Regions from separate parts of the Mus musculus genome. Here region 1 is linked to region 2. A link is a contact called in public HiChIP or PLAC-seq data. All regions are on one chromosome and are shown on one strand. The core of a region is the stretch at or near the end of the contact, and the rest is flanking DNA. Distances in the headings are between cores, read along the strand shown.

Evidence for each region. HiChIP or PLAC-seq counts read pairs in DNA pulled down with a chosen protein or histone mark.
Region 1: a contact with region 2 is called in an H3K27ac HiChIP or PLAC-seq map of cardiomyocytes, with 5 times the contacts expected there. The contact joins the enhancer-like site here to the promoter of Ppp2r5d in region 2. A contact is called at or near these places in 1 of 39 promoter capture datasets (cranial neural crest) and 1 of 115 datasets of contacts at active chromatin or transcription factors (cardiomyocytes).

What each region holds. Positions count from the first base shown.
Region 1 is chr17:47,527,532-47,530,657 of GRCm38.p6, reverse strand. It overlaps a transcript of Ccnd3 not described here. Among named protein-coding and RNA genes, the nearest start is that of Gm41590, 17 kb to the left of the region's middle. Within about 2 kb of position 1,512, at least 28 of the 459 cell types and tissues checked have an H3K27ac peak or open chromatin away from gene starts, as enhancers often do.
Region 2 is chr17:46,703,344-46,706,541 of GRCm38.p6, reverse strand. Ppp2r5d (protein phosphatase 2, regulatory subunit B', delta) reads left to right here and starts at 1,540. Exons shown (of 15, transcript NM_009358.3): 1 at 1,540-1,709. The coding sequence starts at 1,683. Gm52314 (a long non-coding RNA gene) reads right to left here and starts at 917. Exons shown (of 2, transcript XR_003952400.1): 1 at 834-917.

The DNA of each region.
Region 1 (3,126 bases), core at 263-2,762, 820 kb before region 2:
AACTCCCTAATTGATACTTCCGGCATTGTGTAGTCTTTTGCAAACATGTGCAGAATTTCCAAAAGAACCCAAGTCCATGCAAGCATGCATGTCCCCAGCTGAGATGCAAGCATGCATGTCCCCAGCTGAGGCTGCAGAAGGAGATGCTGCTTGCTTGTTTCAGCTCCGGCACTAGAACCATTCATTCTGCTGGAGTCTGGTGGCTCCTTATTTTCTGCACTTGGGAAATGTGTAATTTTACGGTTAAAAAAGAAATAAGCAAAAAATAAAACTAAATAAAAATGACACCCAAGCCGGACAGTGGTAGCCCATGCCTTCAATCCCAGCACTTGGGAGGCAGAAGCAGGGGGATCTCTGTGAGTTCTAGGCCAGTCTGCTCTACATTGCAAGTTCCAGGCCAACAAAAGCTACATAGTCAGGTACTATCTCAAACAACTAAACAAGCTTTAAAGAAATAATAACTAAAAAACAAAAACAAAAGCTAAAACAAAAAACCAAGCAGGAAAAGGAAAGCAAGATACAATAAAATAGGGATGCGGAGATGGCTCTTAGGTGATAGCAGCTTATTGTTCATGGGGAGAACCTGAGCTCAGCTCTTAGCAGCAATACCATTCGGCTCATAACCACCTGTCACTACAGTTCCAGGGGATCCGATGCTCTCTTCTGGCCTCTGATGACACCCATACACATAGGCGTGTGTGAGCATGCGAACACGCGCGTGCACACACACACACACACACACACACACACACGTGCAAAATGATAATGATGGCTGGAGAGATGGTTCAGTGGTTAAGAACACTTGCTGCTCTTGCCGGGGACCCTGTTCAGTCCCCAGCACGCACATAGTGGCTCAGAAGCAAACTCCAGGTGCAAGGGATCTGACACCCTCTCTTAACCTCTAGGGGCACCAGGCAGGCACATACAGGCAAAATGCTCATACACATAAAATAAATCGTAAAATGTTATTTATTATTATTGTGTGTGTGTATGTGTGTAGTGTAGGTGTGTGAGTACAGGAACGTGTATCCTGTTCATGTGTTTGAATGTGCACGTATCTGTGCAGGAGTGTGTGCAAGTGTGTGCATGCACATGCATGCTGATCATGCATGCATGGGTGTGTTTTGGGGAGAGGTTCTGTCCTTGCTAAGGATTAACTGAACACCATCAAATTTGTGTAGCAAGTGATTTGGGTTGTTTTTTTTGTTTTGTTTTGTTTTGTTTTTTTTTTGTTGTTGTTGTTTTTAACCTGACCTCCTATCTCATCCATTCCTAGCTGTCAGCATGTGCCTTACAGAAAAAAATAAATTAGCTTTTTTCTGGAGATTATACAACTACTGGCCATGAGTTCATTACTAACGAGTCCACAATACATTTTAAACAAGCAAAAACACACAAAGAACAAGGGTATGCATTGATCACTTGATAAAGATGCTCTGAGCAGAGGCTCACAGGAACCCAGCCCTGTGTGCTCCCCAGGAGCGAGATTCAGCAGTCAACAGTGCAGTGTTCACGTGACCGTGCGCAGGCCATGAGCACTACAAGCCCTGAGGGAGGGCTGACCGTCCTGAGACACTGGAACAAAAGCCAGCACAATGCCCTGTGCCTCTATTCCAGGGCCATTCTAACTGTAAGGATTGGTCATGTGAGTCTGTGGATTTTATCGATTGATTTGGCCTGAATCTGAGGATCTTATTGATTGATTCATCCTGGATCCCCGGGTTTATAAACCAGCACTGAGCCTAAACCTTTTGTCCACATCATCATAATGGCAAACATGTGTTCTGTAACAATAACCTAATACTTATGTAACAGTTGCTATGGGCCAGGCCCAGCCCTGTTCAGCCTCCTCAAAGTGCATGTAATTCTCCTGATGGCTCTGTAGCTAAGTACTGTTGTGACAGTTCCCATTTTACAGATCAGGGCACTGAGGCAAAGGAACACAGAAAGAATTCACTGTGAGTCACCATGGCGGTGTGTGCCTTTAATACCAGCACTCAGGAGGCAAAGGCAAGTGGATCTGAAAAATGGAGGCCAGCCTGGTCTACATAATGAGTTCAGGGGGTGGGGGAAAGTAATTTATGGGGAGAAGGGAAATCAGCTCATTGGGTAAAGTGGGGAACTGAGTTCCAATTCCCAGCACCAAGGTGAAAGAAGCTAGGTGCAGCAGTGCTTCAACCCCAGCACGAGGCAGGGCTGGGAACAGGCTGATGCCAAGGGGCTTGCTGCTTAGCCAGCTTAGCCAAAATGGTAAGCTCCATGATCATTGAGAGATCCTTACAATCAATCAATTAATCAATCAATCGATAAGATGGAGAATGGCAGAGATCGACCCCAACACCAGTCTCTGGCCTCCACACACGCACACTGTTGTGCACACACACACATACACAACACGCACGGAGAATGCACTTGGGGCCCAGAGAAAAAGCTCAACACAGAGCACCTGCCTAGCACTCTCCCAGCTAAGCTGCACCTCCACCCACGAAGAAGAACCTTTTTAAACAACATAAGCAGGCCTGGCATACACCTTTAACCCCAGCATGTGGGAGGCATAGGAGCACAGGGACAAAGGTGCAGAGGCAGGGGCATCACTGTGAGTGCCAGGCCAGTCTGGTCTACATAACAAGCTCTTAAGCTAGCTATAGCTAGCTATATGGTGAGATTCTGTCACAAAAAAAAAAAAAAAAAAAAAAAAAAAGGGTGGGGGGAGCAGCAGGAAGGAAGGAAGAAAAAGAAAAGAAACCCGGCAGCAGAATGCCTCTCTTGGGCCACAGGACTTGTGAGCGACAGAGGAGAGAGCTTTGAGGGCTCTTCTCAGCCATGTCAGAGGTGCTCAGCAGCAGAGAGCAGCTCTGAAGTCTACACAAGAGGCAGGCAGAGTTGAAGGAGGCCTCACTAGGGGGAATAAAGGGAGGGTTGTGTGAGACGGGCCAAGGCACGCAGGCAGACAGGCCGAGGGTCTGGAATGCACTGAGAGAGGAAACAGGGAGCAGGGACGCTTTCTGAGGAGGTGAAGTCATGGGGCCTCTCTTCCAGCCAAGCCAAGAGGGGCCCAGGAAGCTGAAGGGAGGCCCAGGGGCCCCACAGAAGGGTTTCCACAAGGGGTTCCACTTCGTACTGGAA
Region 2 (3,198 bases), core at 291-2,790:
CTGGGGTTACAGGTGGTTGTGAGCCAGCTGTTGTGGGGGCTGGGAGCCTAGTTTAGGTCCTCTGGAAGAGCAGCAAGTACTCTTAACCACTGAGCCTTGTCTTTTTTTCCATTCTGTTCTTGAAGTTTTAAAATTGTGTGTGTGTATGTATGTATGTATGTATGTATGTATGCATGTGTCTATCAGGTCCCTTGGGGCTGGAGTTACAGGCAATTGTGAAGCAGCTAATGTGGGTGCTGGGAACTGAATTCAGGTCTTTTGGAAGAGCACCATCTTCCCAGCCCCCATCTTTCCCAATATTGGGGCTACTGCTCTTTGTGTAAGGATGATTGACTATTGTTTGGTTATCATGCTCCTGGGGGAATCCAAGACCTCTTTCCTGGGGAACAAACGGCCACAGGCTTATTTGTAACTTTTTAGTTCTGAGAGTTGTTTCTTTGTTGTTGTTGTTTGTGGTGGCGGGTAGGTTTTTTTTTTTTTTTTTTTTTGTCTTTTTTTTTTCTTTCTTTTAAGAGGTTCTTATTGTAGTCCAAACTGGTCTGCAACTGGCTATAGTTAAGGCTGGTCTGTAACGCCTGATCATCCTGCCTCTATCTTCCAAGAGGTGGGGTTACAGGGGCAAACCCATCACACCCAGCTCGCAGATTTATTTTTGATGGACCTCCTCCAGTTCTTTAATGTAATCTATTGGCTACTAGGATAACTAAAATATATTCCTCCATGTCATTCTGAGGTTTGTGTAATTTATGTGATTGTATTTTAATCGTCTCTTAATACGAGTCTGTGAACCTCATTAGAGTGGGAACTACCTGAGGGCAAGAACCCAGTCTTACCCACTTGAACACTAGCTTGGGTGCGGCGGCGGCTCAGGGCTCAGGTAGGGAACGATGAGGCTGCTTTTTCACTTCATTCTCAGTGGCTCCAAACGCAGCTGTTTTACCGATTCCAGCACCCTTCCAGCAGCTACAGGGACCCACGTCTTGAAGCTGCAGCAAACCAGGGTTTCTTATTTTATTTCAGCCCGGTTCCACCGCTGATAGGCTTTCCCCTCTGCTCCTCTGCAACTGTGATCTAGGACAGACTTGATGAATGCCCGGGAGTACCCTTGGGAGTCTTCTCTATCATTTCACGTGTGCAATTTGAGCTACTTTAAATTCCTGTGAAGAAAGGTGCCCTTTTCGTGTTAGGGCCTTTTTCCTCCAGTCCGTACGAAGCAGGGCAGGTAGAAGAGCAGGGGAGAACATGAGAGCCACTTCTGGAGGGAAGGAGCAGAGCTCAAAGGACTGAAGAATAGCAGAGGACGACGCACAAGGCGACGCCGGAGAACAGATCTGCTAGCCAAGCTCGGGTTTCCCCATGGCTCCGCCTCCTCCACGAAGCCCGACCCTTTTCAGGGCGGGACCTTCCACTCCAGCCAATTCTGGGAGCCGAACCCTGGCGGTTTGTACTCTTTCTTTCCAATGAGAAAAAAGGGAAGCTGCTTGGCTCCAATGACCAATCCGAGGAGGCGGCTCCTGGTTCTCAGGCAGGTTTGTAAGAGTTCGGGCCAATTGGAAGCGCAGCCACGGCTCGGCCCGGGCGCAGCGCGCAGGCGGTGGCGAAGAGACGCCGAGCGGGCCGAGTGTGGCCGAGCAGAGCCGGAGCGGGGCCGCAGGAGCCGGGCCGGGTGTGGACCGGCCGAGATGTCCTATAAACTGAAGAAGGATAAGGTGAGCGTGGCCTTTCCCCTTGCGCCTCCGCCGCCGGGCCTGCGCGCAGCTCTGGGAGGGGCCCGAGGCAGGCCCGGGACAGCCTCAGACTGACCCTCTGGTCCGGCCCCCCGCAGCACTCCCGCGGCCAGCCCCAGGGCCGCGCGACTGCCAGCACCCCCAGTCCGTGCAGCAGCTGGGACAGCTCTCCGTCTTTGCCCGGACAGATTTCCCCCCACCTATCCCTCTTCCCTTCCTCTTTGCTCCTATCCCCGGCCCCCTCCAGATCTGCTCCACTCCCGGCTCACTCCCTTGCTTTTTCTCCCCGCCTTTATCTGTCCCCGATCCCCCACGGTTTGGGACAGTGCTCATTTAAGACCGCATTTCCCTCCAGTACTTCCCCCACCCCCGCCCTGAGCAGCCCCTTCCCTCTTCTCCTCACCAGCTTAAAAGACGGCCTCTCCACAGTTCTGTACAGTCCCTCCTTCCCCCCCCCCGCCCCCCCACGACAAGCCCCTGACCTAGAACCGCTCTGCTTTCTCTCTCCTCCGCCCAAATCTGGCCTAGGCCCCTCCCTCGAGTCTTCCTTTACACACAAACTTGTAAGCCAGGACCGAGCCCTTCTTCTGTTGATGGAACCCCAGAACGTCTGTGCTGGAAGGGAGCTTTGGAGCACATGCAGACTAGCATGCTAGTGGTACAGATGAGGAGACTGAGGCCGGGTCAGGGGAAGGGACTTGTCCAAGGTCACACATCCTGCTGGAGGCCCAGCTGCAATATCAGGTCTCCCAACTTGGAGGGCTCTTCTGTGCAAGTGCCTAACTGGCATCAGCTGGCTTCCATGTTCACCCTAGACGGGACTCGGTTTCTAATCTGTTAGAGGCTCCTCCCTGTATTCCTTAGGATAACCTTTGCATTTCCTTTTTTTGCACCAGGACAGGATTTCTCCCTTTCTTCTGGCCTGTTCTGTTTAGTTTTCTTCTCATTCTGCCGTCCAGTACACTCGGTTTCTTTATTATTTGCAGTGGCAGAGATCAGACCCAGGGTCTTGCACATGCTAAGCATGTGCAGTACCATTGGGCTACACTCCCAACCCCACAGGCCATTTCTTGATGTTACCGTCTTTTGCCATCTTTTGCCTCCAAACCACCCTGACCTGTCCCTGCCTTTCCCTTTGTTTGCTGCTCTTGCTTGATCTGTGGTTCTTCTGAGAAGCAGACTCAGCTGGGGAGGCTGGAACTGGTCTTCAGACTCCCCAGCTTTTGGGCTGGCCCCTTGTGTTGGGCTGGCTCTGGCCTGGTCTCGTGGTCCACTCTCCTGATGACCCCAGAGGTGGATTGCATTCATTTTTCCCCTGATGGATGCTGGGCTACCATCTCTAACCATATCAGTCAAACTCTTTATCCCGGGGCTGTTGTGTGTTTGCCAGGAGGCTCTGCTTCTGGGCTGTCACTGTCTCGGTCTGAGAGTTAGATAGAGCACAGGACAGGGGGTGGTGAGCCAGGCAAAG